Regions from separate parts of the Mus musculus genome. Here region 2 is linked to region 1. Evidence: chromatin contacts called from public Hi-C data. All regions are on one chromosome and are shown on one strand. Each heading gives the region's core, a stretch centred on a gene start, on an enhancer-like site or on the middle of the called end of the contact. The rest is flanking DNA. Distances are from core to core; before and after follow the strand shown. Region 1 holds the start of Smco4 (single-pass membrane protein with coiled-coil domains 4). Region 2 overlaps Deup1 (deuterosome assembly protein 1).

What was found. Hi-C and Micro-C count contacts between places; a contact is called where the count stands out from the background.
Region 2: a Hi-C map of CD8 T cells shows a contact between it and region 1, with 2.1 times the contacts expected there. The contact joins the enhancer-like site here to the promoter of Smco4 in region 1. A contact is called at or near these places in 6 of 39 promoter capture datasets (the 3T3-L1 cell line, 3T3-L1-derived adipocytes, the HPC-7 cell line and 3 more), 10 of 484 Hi-C or Micro-C datasets (CD4 T cells, CD8 T cells, Th1 cells and 4 more), 1 of 115 datasets of contacts at active chromatin or transcription factors (large pre-B cells) and 3 of 9 other capture datasets (adipose tissue, liver and pancreatic islet).

What each region holds. Positions count from the first base shown.
Region 1 is chr9:15,489,823-15,497,603 of GRCm38.p6, forward strand. Smco4 (single-pass membrane protein with coiled-coil domains 4) reads left to right here and starts at 3,610. Exons shown (of 3, transcript NM_001359604.1): 1 at 3,610-3,807.
Region 2 is chr9:15,584,217-15,591,997 of GRCm38.p6, forward strand. Deup1 (deuterosome assembly protein 1) reads right to left here. Exons shown (of 14, transcript NM_001373917.1): 9 at 3,770-3,875; 10 at 1-113. Among named protein-coding and RNA genes, the nearest start is that of Gm39295, 26 kb to the right of the region's middle. Within about 2 kb of position 3,460, at least 16 of the 459 cell types and tissues checked have an H3K27ac peak or open chromatin away from gene starts, as enhancers often do. A contact at or near this core is called in CD8 T cells, Th1 cells and regulatory T cells, where this site is marked.

The DNA.
Region 1 (7,781 bases), core at 2,360-4,859:
GAGTTACAAGCAGTTATGAGCTGCTTGATCTGAGTGCTGGAACTGACCTTGGCTCCTCCGCAAGAGCAGCAAGTGCTCCTAACCACTTAGCCACCTCTTCAGCCCCAAGAAGAAGATTTTAAATGGCAACAAATGTCAAAAGGGGAAATCATAAGAGTTCAGGAATGCAAAATAGTCTGCTTTGAGCCAGCTCCAGAGCCCGTGGGGCTCTAATCTGCTCAGGTGCTTCTTCATGGCATAATGAGGTGCTGGGTTCAAGGATCCTGCTTGTTCTGGTCCTGGGTTGGGGCGGTAGCATATTGAGGAAAGCACTTATTTCAGGTTGTATTACCTGAGTTCTCTCCCTGGAACCTGTGTAAAGAGCCAGATGCAATAGTGCATCTGCATTCCTCACATGCCCCTCTTGGGATATGGCTGCAAAGGAAGAACTGTCAGATGCTCACAGGTCATCTAGCCTGGTATTCGCATCAGTGAACAAGAGACCCATTCTCAAATTAGATTGAAGGCAGAGGCGGACACCCAAGGAATACATGCACCATATGCACAAAACCCACGGTATACAAACACATGAGCACACAGACACACACAGACACACACACACACACACACACACACACACACAGACATGCACACACACACACACTATGCACACACACGCACACACACACAGACATGCACACACACACAGACACACACACACATGCACACACAGACATGCACACACACACACACAGACATGCACACACACACACACATGCACATAGACATGCACACAGACATGCACACACACACAGACACACACAGGCACAGACATGCACACACACACAGACACGCACACAGACATGCACATAGACATACACACACACACACACACACAGACATGCACACAGACATGCACACACACAGAGACATGCACACACACACGCACACACCCCTTTTCATTAAGGAGCTTACTCTCTAGGGGAGGAAATAAATATAACAACCTCCACGACACCTACTGTTGGCATTCCAGTCAGGCTTAAAGCCTGATAGCTTACAAGCTGACCTTGCCAGCCCCTTGTCATACTGGCAGCAAAAGAATTTTAAACTGCCAGGCTCAGTGATGAGCCAATTCAATGAAGGACTCTGGAAGAGGCATTTACATAAAATGCGATGCTCCACTAAGCTCAGACACAGACCTCAGCTCAATACTTCATGACAGGAAACACTAGCTGGAGACTGATTCTTGGTTGAATTTCGCCAAGACCTTGTAACTGGAGAAATGCTTACCAGGAAGGGTGGGTGTCTCTATTATCTACTGTCATGTAAGAACCATTCCAAATGCTCAGTGACTGAAAGCCAGTACCATTTTAGATTTGAAACCCTGGGTTACCTGTGGCTGACTCTGCCCAGGACTCACCCAGGTAGGACTTGGCTGTACTGCCAAGTTCTTCTCTCCTTGGGTCTTTCCTATATGTAGAGATTCTTTGTGGAAATCTTAAGGCAGCATAAGAACAAGGAGCAAGGCTCAAATTCTCAGCTCACAAGATCTCATAATATACTCACAGGTCAAAATGAGTGACATGGTCAGCATGGGAGGAGCCATCTGAGAGTGAGCATTCTTCCTTCAGGTCAGCAGAGAGGTTGTGAGGATGGCCCTTGACCTTTGGAAATCTGCAACTCTAACTTGTGAATGAAGGCCTTTTCACTAAGGTGCAAACAAGTACTTACCAAAGGCAAAGAAAGTTTGGAGTCACCTGGTAAGGGGCTGTTTCTCCAATACCCCATAAAAACACAACAGCCTTGGGAAGTTATATCCTGGACCCTGAGGCTTACAGATTTCATATGGAGCTGCATATGGTCCCCCTCTGCCCTAGATGGAGGACATCTGTGTGTGTCTCACTCACCAGAGCTCACACGTGAGGACAAGAACTTTGCTCACACAATTGTTTCTCTAACTCTAGGGCTCACAATACTAAAGAGATGATCCCTGTGTGCTTGCTATCTACACTGTGCCTTTATGAAACGGTCTGGTGCTCTAGAGATTGCCGCATAGACTGGGCCATTCCTTCTTACATGACCGGTCACAGAAGCTCTGGAGACAACCAGGTCAACAGTCTCAGCTCTTAACAAATCAGTGTGTTACCAGGACTCAGGGGAGGAGGGACTGAGACAGCTGTTTCCAAGGTTGACCTTGCTGGTCAGTGACTGAGCCACCACCTGTGGTGTTAAGGTTGTCCCCAGTGGGGGGAAAATAGCCTTCCTAGGAGCTGGAGAGAGCACAGAAGAACACTTGCTACTCCCCCAGGGGGCTTGAGTTTCACTCCCAGCACCCACAAGTGGCTCACAACCTCCTATAACTGCAATTCCAGGGGATCCAATGCCTCAAACAAAATTAACCTTAAAAAATAGCCTTTATTTCTTTCTGTGCGTATCCTCAAGTGCCTGAAGATGTGGAAATCAACTGTCTCTCCTCCATGGTTTGCTGTCTTGTTTTCTTGAGACAGGGTTTCCCACGGAACCTAGACCTCAGCCTTTGGCTAGGCTGGCTGGCCAGGGATCTGAATGTCTCCCCTAGGATTACACACACACACACACACACACACACACACACACACACACACACACACACACTCTCTCTCTCTCTCTCTCTCTCCCTCTCTCTCTCTCTCTCTCTCGATGTTATACCTAGGTTTTATGGGGGTGCAGGGATCTGAACTTAGGTGCTAACGCTTGGGTGGTAGGTACTTTACTGAGTCATCTCGTTAGATCCCCAGTAGTCTTCTTACATGTGTATTTTCGCCCTGCACTGGAAGAGTAACAATACGAATGAGTACCAGGCAGGGCTATGCTAAGCGCTGTATATGATCTCTGTATATCTTCAAATATAACACCGGCAAGTAGGTTTTTATGACTATACCAGGAAGAAGGTTTTATGACTCTTACGGATGAGTTCATTTTTGGCAAAAGGAGATTAGCTTTCCTAAGACGTCTCAACTTTTAAGAGGTTGATTTAAAACCCAAATGTGTTTGGCTAAAAGTCCTTAATAACATTTAGCTTAGGGCCTTATGGGGCTTTAATACTGATAAGGGACAAGGAGTCCCATTTTATTTATAACAAGCTGAACATTATAAATAAACAAACCCAGGTCAGAACATTCCCTTAGGGGAGGAGATCTGTGATTGTATTTTGTTTCCTCATAAACCCCAGGCACAGGTCACAGAACAAACTACCGCCATTGGACACTAACCTGTTCTCTAACCTGCGCCAGGTATGGATGTACTTAAGGGCTACCTGAACACAGTTCTTCAAGGGTGACCTCGTGGGGAAGCCAGTGCTTCTGGTCACAGTCCGCTTGACAGGGCGGGACCGCCATGTAGAACCTGATACCCATTTTCAAGAACAGGGACCCTAAACCTCCCCTTCTCCCCTCAACAATGGCGGAGGCGCATCTGAGTGCACCTGGCCTGTTAGCAGTGGAGCACGCAAGAAAGCACTTCGCTTTTGCAACCCAGACCGCCACCTGCCATTTACGGGTTCCCTGACACAGGGTGCTTCAGGCCTGGCTGCCTTCTGGGCGTGACCGCACGCGTGCGTCTCCTCCTCCGGCGGGCTAGGCGGCCTGGCCTGCCGGGCGTCCGCAGGGTGCAGGGTGCCGCGTGGCCCGGCCCCGCGTTAGGGTTAGGGAGCAGGATTCGGCTTCCCGGCGGCAGAGGGCGCCTGGAGCCGCGGTCCCGCGCCCCGGAGCCGCCCGCGAGGCGCGAGCAGAGGCGAGGCGGGCGAGCGGCGGCCCCTGCCACGTACCCGGCCGTGCGCGGCGGCGGCAGGTGGGCGCGGGGGCTGCGGGGACCGCGCGGCTCCGAGCGGGGCCTCCGCGTGCTGGTGCTGGGGGCAGGGGCGCCGCGGGTGGAGCGCGCTGGCGGGCGGGACGGCTCTGCGCTCACCGCTGCGCCTTCCGGGCCGGGCCGGGAAAAGTTGGGGCGGCGCGCTGGCCTCGGGGGCCGGGCGGGAAGTGCGGCGCGGGCGGCCGAGGCCCCGCGTGGGAAGGCGGCCCCGCGCGGACACGCGGGGACACGCGCGGCCCGCAGAGGGGCGCGCGTTTGCAGGTGGCGGCGGGTGGCGGAGAACCCAGCGGGGCGGCGGGGACGGGCTGGCCTCTTCCCCGCTGCGGCCCAGGGGCCCGGCCGAGAGTTGGGGGCCCCTCGTGGCGTTCGGGGTCCCCGTGGGGAAGGAGCTGAGCGTGGTTTGCTGCGTCGCGGGCTCCAGGACCACCCCTCCCGGTGCCTCCTCCACCTCACACTGCGGTGCGTTTGTCCTGGGGAAGTTGAGCGGGCCGCGGAGTGGACGGTATGTGCAGGGTGTTTGAAGAGAGTGGGATGGGACCGCATGAAGCACGCACACCCACCCAACCTCTCATTCCCGGCTCAGTGCGAAACTCCCGGCCCCCTAGCGTTTAAGAGATTCTCCGGGCTGGGCCAGCAGCTTCTCAAAGCTGCACAGCACATCTAGGCATAGTGTGTGGCTAGGAGACATGGCCTCTGATTTTCTGTCTGTCGCTGGCCACTTCCCAAACAAGGTTTCAACAGATGCCCGTGCGTTATTAGAACAACCTATGTGGTGCCCCTTGATGAACTTGATGGCCCGTCCCCAATACGCTTAGTATTCAAATCACCTCCATGCCTCCTTGAGTGCAGTGGAGCATAGCTGTGGGCCCAGGCCATGGGCCTCTTGAGTCGTTGCGAGAGTCTAGATGTGTCAGCAGGACATGACCTTGGGTGAGCCCTATGGACCTCAGTGTTCTAATCTGTGCAATAGGAGAAAAAAGCCAGATAATTTACAGAAGGCAGGAGGAGGTTTCCGAGGATAGCCTGAAGTGTAGCCTTGTCTGACGTGCAGTCTCTCATGTGTACAAATGTTTCTACTTGCCCCCAGAAAGAAATTAGGATAGCTTTGAAGAAAACAGGAGCTAAAAAGATTGAACACACAAAGCAAGAAAGTCGTAACTGGTACTAGGTGTACGTTGGAGTGCTGTACTCACGAAGGTAGTGGGTATTATGGGCTACTGGTCTTTGCTATAAAGTCGCTTCTAGAGCTGAGACCATACTGAACATGCCATCCATGGGCATGAATTGCTTCTTATTGTAGCGTTCAAGCCTGGGGTGGTCGCTCAGCTGGCTTGATGGGGCCCTTCCTGAGGGGCATGTCCACATCTCAGTATCCTGTGTAACGGCATCCTTGCTACCTCTTCTGGTCCAGCTATATGTAGTGGGCTGGCTTCCCAATTGCATGTGATGTTTCAAGCTGATTTCTTCCACATTCAAATAGTAAATATGTATGCATGAGGTACGCTTGGGTGCAGCCCACTACAAATAGTTTACATAATAGTGTATGCTTATTCCAGTAAGATGTAGTACTCTATCTTATTCCTCCGTTTCTTCTGGGGCAGCCTCTCACCCGGACTGGGGAAAGTTTTTTGGTCCTGAGGGCAATCGCAGTAATTGGGCTAAGCAGCTCATTAATGATCAAGCTTTAGTTTGTAAGGTGAGGGGGGATTTTCTCTCTCTCTCTCTCTCTCTCTCTCTCTTTCTTAGATTTATTTATTTATTTATTATATGTAAGTACACTGTTGCTATCTTCAGACACACCAGAAGAGGGCATCAGATCACATCACAGATGGTTGTGAGCCACCATGTGGTTGCTGGGATTTGAACTCAGGACCTCTGGAAGAGCAGTCAGTGCTCTTAACCATTGAGCTCTCTCTCCAACCCGAGGGGTGATTTTCTTGCTTTATCATAACTGAATGTTTTTCCCCTGCCCATTTCCATTTTCAGCTTTCAGAACCTACATCAGCTTTGATTTGACCATGTCATTCTCAGTAATCCTTGAAACAATTTTGTTAGTTCCTTGGAAGTGGCAGTAGATGACTATCTCTTCAGTTTAAGATGGTGGTGAAATGATACCTTAAAAACACAGGGCTTCACTAATTCCGTTCAGTCCTTAAAATATCCGTGATGTGTATATGCATGAATGTGACTATACAGAGACGGCTAGATTAGCAAGAACCATGTTTTCAGGACAGTTTCCACTTGAGCCTCTGATGCTCTTTAGGCTGTGTGAAGAAGAGTGGGCTTCAGTTTGCTGGCTTCCGAGGAAGCAAAGCCAAGAGGCACAGTTCTGTGTCACAGCAGTATCTCTGCACTCAGAGAGCCGATCGCAGTGATGGGAAAGGAATTCCTGTTAGTGTACAAGGTTATGACCTCTCACTGAGAACATGAAGACAGGCAACGTGCTCTCTGACCCAGGATGCTGGGCCCTAGGCACTGTAGGGCTCTCTGGACTCAGCCTAGGAAGCAATCCTGGAAGTTTAGCGGGCCTGGGTGTGAGCCCTTGGCTTCACCTCTGGCCCGGGGTCTGCTCCTCTAAAGCCTGAGGCCTGCTGCTTTCCCTTGCCTGTGAACTAAAGGCAGTGTGAAGGCGGCCCCTCCTCTCTCTCCTTGCTCAGGCACTCCAGATAATGGGATTGATTAAGTCTTCCAGTAGGAATTGTCCTCAGGGGAGAAAGGCTTTTTAAAGTACATTTTTGTCCTTATGAATAATTCCTCCAGCTTTTGCCTCCCCACACCAAGCCCAGCACACACAGAACATTCCAGGGCCTTGGGCTGCGGATGGACTCAATAAGGAACTGAACAAAACCAGAAGCCAGAAAGGGCAGGTTGGAAGTTGGATGTGGTTATATCTGGTTTTCTTTTGCTTACTTTGTAGATTTTTCTCCATTTTTGCACAAGGAAAAGATATTGGAGTTTGGGGGTGGGGCTTCTGGATAAGGTGAGGAGGGAGGAGGCAGGGAGGTCACAGAAGAGGTGAATCCGGCTGGCCCTACAGGGGACTGTAGTTAAAGTGGAACTGAGGCAGATGCCAGTCCACTGTCTATCCAGTGCTGGAAGCGTTCTTGCTGGGCTTTCAAGTTTTGTGCTGTAGGCAGATTGTGACTTGCCTTAGTGGCAACATCAGTGAAATTCTGTCGTCAGTTGTGTGCAGAAAAGGAAATGAAATTCCAAGAGGGTGTTTGTTGTGACGGACGCCAGGATTTTTATTAGGATCTAGTCAGTCTATAAAAGTACCTCCCAGTTCCCCAAAGATATTTTAAAAGAAATAGTTTTTAAATCATGGAAATGGCTTCATTGTGAGTCTTTAAAATGTCACCCTCTTAAATTGTGGAAACAAATGAGGTTTAAAACATCCCAGGAATTTATATTTTGACCTGTTCCTTCACCGTTCTCACATTGTTTTAATGAGTTACTTTTGGTTTCCTTTACATTTTTATAGCCTAGTTTCTACACTTCAGAGCTCGTCTCTGCCTTCTGTTCTCTTGAGTTCATTCTTACTGGTTATGCAGAGCTGTTGAGGAACTAAGGAGCACAGTATACAGAACCAGGCTGGGGACAGCCTTAAGGTGCTCACTCCTGGGGAACTAGACGGTCATGACAGGCCGTGGCCCTGACAGCAGTCCTGATGGCACGTGATCCATAAAGCACGGTGCCGGGATGGCTCACAGACACATGTGTCCTGTGGATGGGAAAGGCTGGTCATGCTATCTCCAAGGCTCAGAAGCATGCTTGTGGAATTTGATAGGCTGTCACTCACAGGTGTCGTGATGGCCCAGAGACTCGTGTCTAACACATAGTCAGTCTTTAACCGAGGCCTGTGTTTACATCGCTTCTGGGCAGGTAGGACTGTGCACACTCTGCTGGGGATAGGAGGGAGCCTTTGTCTTGTGGTTTGGGAGTTTCCTCAAGGAAAG
Region 2 (7,781 bases), core at 2,210-4,709, 94 kb after region 1:
GTTGCTATAGTGACCTCCTTCTGGTGAAGTTCCTGGGTGAGTTCCGAGATCTCACTCCTCAACCGTTCCTGCTCGGAGCATAGGCCTTCCTCCTGATAGAGCTGGCTTCTCATCTGGTGAGAGTGAGCAGAGACGTGAGCAGCCCCTCCCTCACAGAGCAGCTGCAGCTTGTGCTGGGCTCTCTTAGTCCTCCTGCCCTGAATGGCTGCGGCTCATGACAGCCTACTTCTGATCATTGCTAACCAACGAGTGGCATCCTAAGTCAGTTTCCTCCCAGCTCCCAAATCCTCAGCGTCTTATTGTCATGTGCAGTGCATGTGGACTCAGCTCTCCGACAGACTTGACAGAGACTGGTGCTAAGTGCTTTGTTGTGGTTATGACGCAGGGTCCACCTGCACAGCCCAGACTGCCCTATCGTTGGCTCCTCATGCTCTGGTCTCTGAAGTTCTGAGATCATGGTTGTACACCACAAAGTCTGGCCATAATCATCTTCTTCATGGAGAAACAGCAACCTCAGGAGGGTAAGCAGCTTGCTCGAATCATTACAAGAGAACGTGCCAGATTTGAGACCGGAACTCATGGTCCTTGACTATACTTACATATACTTAAAAAGAAAGAAAGAAAGAAAGAAAGAAAGAAAGAAAGAAAGAAAGAAAGAAAGAAAGAAAGGAAGAAAGCAAGCAAGCAAGCATAAATCCTGCTGTGGCAGCGGTGTCTCCACACTCTGTCTCAGAACCACGTTGTAGCACACTAAGCTTACTGTATCGGTAGGAATGTCTTACTGCCTCTCGGAACCCTTAGAGTCCCTCACCATCTTCGCTTGTCTTTTCATAACAGAACCTGCTGGACTTGGCCTCCTTACCGCCTTCAGCTTTCCAAATCCAGCCAGCAACAGCCCAGGCCACCCTCTTAGACCCTCTGCTCTCTGTCCCCATTGCTCACACCTTGCCTACACCTTGTTCACTCTCCCTGGCATTGTTTTAAAGACCCAACTCATTGCTTCTCACTTTTGGGAGTCACAGAGAATGTACCCTCTTTCAGAACACACACACATATAGAGCAGGGGGAGAAAAAGAAACATTGATATCACAGGGTAGTAAGTGCTGTTTGAGGGATGTCCTGGAGGGTGCATAACCCAGCTAAGTGTGGGGGTGGGGATTGCATCAGGATGCTCTTCCCAGATGAGAGGTAAAATACTGAGGGTAAGATGGGAGCCAGAGAACCAGGGCACAGGCTCCCAGCAAAGAATGTAGCCAAAGGGGTGGGGGGAGGGTGCATAGAACTTGTGTTCTGATCAACCGCGCCCTAAGACATAAAGCCAGAGAAGGAAGTCAAAAAAATCCACAAAGAAACTTCTATTAATGTATTCAGACACTTAAAAGGTGACAAGAGACTAGATTTGCTCTTTCAAAGTTCAGTGTACATCTCTAAAGGAATAAGGGTTTCTCCTTCCTTTCTGTCTTCTCTTTCTTCCCAGAATTCCATGATAGCATCTTAATGACTAGCTCTTCTATATCACCAAATATTTTCAGGCAGAACTCAGATGTGAAATTGTCCCAAATCTCCAATGTTTTTCAAGTCTGTGAAACTGGATTAGGATCTTATTAGACTTGCCCAGCTCTTTCTGTCTGCCCTGTCTTTGTGTCTGTTTGGCTTTTCATTTGATCCCATAACCTTGTTCTAGTTACAGCTCTCGTGAAAGGCAGTCACTTTCTAAAACCTGTGCCCCATCCATCCTGGGTTACGCCAGGTTCAGGATTGACACCCAGGGAAAGAGGATGAGCTAATGCACAGTTCCTGTATCCAGAGGCCAATCTGCTGCATCCTAGGCTGGGTACCACCCATTCCTTATCTGGTCCTGCTCTATGCTAAAGCTAGAAATGTGACCTAGATATGTTATGAGTCTCTTTAACTACATGTGTTTACATATGCATGTGCATGTCATGGCACATGTGTGGAGGTTCAGAGAACTCACAGGTGTTGGTCCCTTCCTCCACTGTGAGTCTTGGGCATGGAACTCAGGTTATCAGGCTTAGCTGCAAGTCCCTCTATCTACTGTCCACCTTGCTCACTCCCTCTGAATCTCTTTGGTCCCCACCTCCTCTATTTATATTCTCCTGGCAGTTTCTTTGGTGAACCAGTCATATTGTTCTGCAGTTTGACAGTCTGGATTTTACTGTTCATGTCTCTGTGGTATACTTTAACACAAGCCTCTTAAAGACGAAACTTGGAAAATTAAGAAAATAAATATGCTATTCTGAAAGAGGATTAAGATATTTTTTATTAGTTTCCAACGGTTAGATATTAAAACAATATGCTCTTCCATTGAATGTGCTTCTAAATGAGATTGGTTTATCTGTGCTTCCAGTGACATGGCCTTTTTAAAATGTGAATTTTATCACCAAACAAGTGAATAAAAACAGCTCTGCACCCACAAAAGAAAAACACTCACAAAATTCGTAACACATGGCCCTCAATAGTGTTAGTGCAATGGAATGGAAATGCCCTTTGCAGATCTTTCTGGAAGCTGCAGCTAGTTACTTCCGCCATCCACTATTGCCCTGCAGAGCACAGCTGCCTGGGCCGCCAGGAGCTTGGAAGATCTGTGCCTTGACCTCTCCTTCACCTCAGAGTCCCACTCATATAGGATTTCTGATTTTACTCTGTAGTTCTGACTTTGTCAGAAGCCTCTGAGGTTCAGGAGAGCGTAATCATACGTGGTGTTAGGCACCCCTTTTACTATGACAGAGTCTCATGGAATGTCAGTAAAGAGCAGGTTTTGGAAATATATATATAGAGAGATAGAGATAGAGATAGAGATAGAGATAGAGATAGAGATAGAGATAGAGATAGAGATGATAGAGATAGAGATAGAGATAGAGATAGAGATAGAGATAGAGATAGAGGGGGGGGTTCTCTGTGTAGCCCTGGCTGTCCTGGGACTCACTCTGTAGACCTCGAATTCATAGAGATCTGCCTACTTCTGCCTCCTAAATACTGGAATTAAAGGCATGTGCCACCACTGTCCAGCTGAAAGTTATATTTTTAAAATCAGTAAAATCAGTGGTGGTGGAAGTTGTGTAACTGTTTCCTGTGGGCTGACACATTTCTTCTTGTACAGAAAGCAGAGCTCATCAGGCTCAGGAACCTAACAGAACACACCACAAGGTAAGGGTTGCAAAGCCTGCTTTAAGCAGTCAACAGTTGCTAGGACCAGGAGACTGCAGTGAGCGGCTGCCAGGAGCTCAGGGATCAGTTTCTGTGATGAACGACCCTTCCAGCATGGGCTTTTCTTTGATGCAGCTGCCTTTAAATCACACATGATTCTGTAAGTACACACACACACACACACACACACACACACACACACACACACACACTTCTGAAGGCAGGAAACTCACTGGTTCACCACGTGAGCCTTGAGTAGAATCCTTCTTTGGCTTATAGTCAGTGCTCCATCTGGAGTGACAGACATTTGTTCATGCTACCCCAGGAGGAGTAATCCAAACAGTACTAACCACATCCTAGACGAGGGCCCTTAGGCAAGGTGTACAGGTAGGTCTGTCCCCCAAGGTCACACATACACTGAGTACCAGCCTGGGCACACGTCTACATTGAATTCACCCCATAACTGAAGATTTGTGTTCATACAAAAATGTCAGAATTTGCAGCTTGGCAGATTATTACTTTAGGAGGCCGAGGGAAGGTCCAGAGCTAGTTTTATGCAGAGACACTAGAGCAGGGAGAATGGATCTTTTGTATTCCTTACCTTGCTTAATTCCTTTTCATGATTGGGTTGATCTGAGACCATTGGAAACAACTCCTTCCTTTTCCTTTCTGCTTCTTTAGGAGAAGGGGAATATGATGACTCAACTCTACGAATTACAAATAAAGCAGGCAACACTTAAGCTTAAGTTGGTGAATTGGTAATTATGTTGTTAGTGTAGATCATGGATGCTGTAGAGATATATTGTTATATAGTTGACAACATTGCTAGCTACAAAAAATGCAAATCCTAATAATTCTGACCCCGGGAGTATTTCTATTTCTGTCTCTGAGTGAGTACAGTTTTAATGGGAGAAAATGGAGCATTAATAGGCATTTTGATTATATAATAAAATGAGCATAAACATTTTAAATGTTATTTATTTACATATTTTGTGCATATGAGTACTTTGCATGTATGCCTGTACATCAGAAGAGAGTCCCATTATAAATGGTTGTGAGCCATCATGTAGTTGCTGAGAATTGAGCTCAGGACCTCTGGAAAAGCAGCCAGTGATCTTAACCACTGAGCCATCTCTATGGATTTTGAAAAGACTGCTTTCTGTAATAAAATAGCATAGACACCTAAGTGGAAATAAACCCAACTGCTGACCTGATGCATCAAGGCAAAGAAACATGTCAGAAGAATGTGTGTGGGGGGGGGGGCACACAGTCCACAGAAATGCTCAACATGAGGACATCTGACCATGTAGCCAGGAAGGAAACTCAAATGAGCCTTTTTTTTTTTTTTTTTTTTTTTTTTGGCTATTTACTTGTAAAATGGGATGGTAGCCATTTGTTTATGTTAGGGTGGGGCAGTGAGGGAGTGGAAAGTCCCAGGAGAGGAATGATAGGACCCCGGGTGATGCTCAGAGAAGCCCAGCTGGTGAGAGTCACTTTCCCAGAGGGCAAGCCAGAATCAATCATGGAAACACAAAGTGCAGAATCGGGGAGGGGCAGCAGCTATACAAGTCATGTGAGGCCACCACTGTGCCTGCTGTGACTCAGTAGGAGTCACCCGTGAGTGTAACTGGCTCTCCAGAGATGTTCTGAGGGGGTTCCCAATATCCAAAACACAAACTGCACAAAAGCAAACCACAGCTCAAAATCTCAGTAATGGCAGAGAGAGAATTAAAGACTGGAAATAAAGGAGCTCTCAAAAGGTGCAGAGTCATGGTGATACCCTCAAGGTACAGGGATTTCTAAGCCGATTGACCTTTCTGGCCACCATAGTTGTCATACCCCTCATCCCCCACCCCACCAATACACTCTTCCCATGGTCTGTCGGAGTTCCTTAGCCCAGCAGAGCATACGAATGCAATCGCCATTCTGTGTACTCAGCCTGACCGCTATCAGCCTTTGTGAACATTAGCCTCTCCCCTGTATATGCAAATGAACATGCTTCTTGTATGATCAGTGTACAGACTACATGTTATTTCCTGTGCGATCAGAGTGCATACTACATATTATCTTCCCATATCATCTGAGTATATATAGATTTCATGTTATTGTCCAGTGTGCTGTGTTTCTCACTGAGTAATGTCTTGTATTTTCCATTTCATCTAACATTCTTATGAAGCATCGGCTTCTAAAGTGGCCTTAAAATTTCTCCCTAAGTGAGATTTTCAAAGAGAGAAAAGGATGTTCCCATTCCTAGAGTCTTCCCCAGCATCCTCACGAGCTGCAGTTCTGAGCCAACCATGTTTTGTGGTTGGACTTGTCAAGTTCACCGAGTGAATGGAAAACATGTGATTCCTATGTAGACAGGTGGACAGAAAATGAGACCACGCTAACACAGATGGATAGAGGAGGTATGGTTTTGTGTTTAGGGAAAGGACATTAGAATTATTTCTTAATGTAAAACATGTCATCGAATGGTGTCCGTGTCCTAATGAAGGGAATGGAATGCTAATGATCGAATATCATCGAGCAAGGTTTAGGGAATGAATGGAAGCATCCTTAACCACCATACCAGTGCCCGGCAGCTTCACCTTAGTGAACCATGCAGAAGGGGCAGAGTCCAAATCAAAGAAACCCAGACAGCACACAAGTCAGGCAGCAGCCACAGAGACCAGACTAAGGATATGAAATGTGCAGAGGGAAAGATGCAAGGCCGAGAGAGTGACACACAGTAGAAAGCTCTAACCCTCAGCATGTGGCACCGTCAAGTCCCAGGAGATGACTTCTGAGGAAGTCCCTCCAAACGAGAAAGACATAGTTTGGGGACTATAATGTTCATCCAGTTTGACAGAGGATATGGAAGACTTTGGATTGGCCAGATACGTAGGAACCATGTACTGACGCACAGCTGGCTACATTTGGTCAGAACATTATTAATCTTGTCATTTTGTAGCACCTGGCTACACTGAAACTCACTCTGTAGACCAGGCTGTGCTAGAACTCACAGAGATCTGCCTGCTTCTGCCTCCCTAGTATTCAGATTTAAAGGCCTGCACCATTATGCTTGGCCTGACACTGGCTTTTTAAAAAAGATTTATTTTTATTTTATGTATATGGACATTCTGCCTGTATGCATGTCTGTGCACCATATGAGTGTGTATAGTGCCAGTATAGGTCCCAAGAGGACATTGGACCCTCTGGAACTAGAGCTGCAGAAAACTATGAGCTGCCATGTGAGTCTTGGGAGTTGAACCTTGGTCTTTTGGAAGATCTGTCTTTGCTCCTAACTATTGAGCTATCTCCCCATGTTACCATGTCCTACAACTTTGAAGTAAAATAGATCACTTAGCTATTCAGAGGTTTAGAAACCATGTTTGTTTCATTAGCTTTCTGATTCTCAGAAGAAAGTTCCATACCAGTGAACTGTTAAAGAAATCAGACTATCTCTTCAAAACCTCAAATACTGAGAATTCTCAGAAGACCCACTTTTTGGTGGATATGCAATATATGCCTACTCTTAAGGAGGGAAAATTGGTGTTAATAATAACTTTTTAAGAAAAGATTTGTTTTATTTTAAATTATGTATGTATGTCTGTCTGTGTACATGAGTGCAGATGCCCTCAGAGGACAGAGACATCAGTGGTTGTGAACCATCTAACATGGGTTTTGGAGACTGACCTAGGTTCCTCTGGAAGAGCAGCAAGATCTCTTAACCACTGAGCCATCCATCTAGGACAAGCAAGGACTCCTTATATGGAGCTACAGGTCATAAATTCAGAGGCAGAGTTACCATATCATCAGCAAGTGAAAAGGTTAGCATCAGGCTTATAGGCAAACAAGTAGATGCAATTAGAATAAATAATAAATCCAATTTCTCTGCAAATCAGTAATTAAACACCAGCTCTACACTGTTGTTTCTACTGAAATGCACTCTATCCTAAAGAATGCATCTGAATTAAACTTTATTCTACTTCAAATGTGAAGGCTGTGGATGCCCACACACACATCCTGCACACACGTCTTTTACATACATGTATCCTGCACACACACACACACACACACACACACACACACATTCTGCACACACATATCCTGCACACACACACACACACACATCCTGCACACATCTCCTTTACATACATGTATCCTGCACACACACACACACATATCCTGCACACACATCCTTTACATACATGTATCCTGCACACACACACACACACACACACACACACACACACACCCTGCACACACGTCCTTTACATACATGTATCCTGCACACATCCTGCACACATACACACACACATACATACACACACACACTCTGCACACACATATCCTGCACACACACACACACACACACACACACACATCCTGCACACCTGTCCTTTACATACATGTATCCTGCACACACACACACACACACACACACACACATATCCTGCACACACATCCTTTACATACATGTATCCTGCACACACACACACATCCTGCACACACACACACACACACACATTCTGCACACACATATCCTAAACACACACACACACACACACACACATCTTGCAACCTGTCCTTTACATACATGTATCCTGCACACATCCTGCACACATACACAC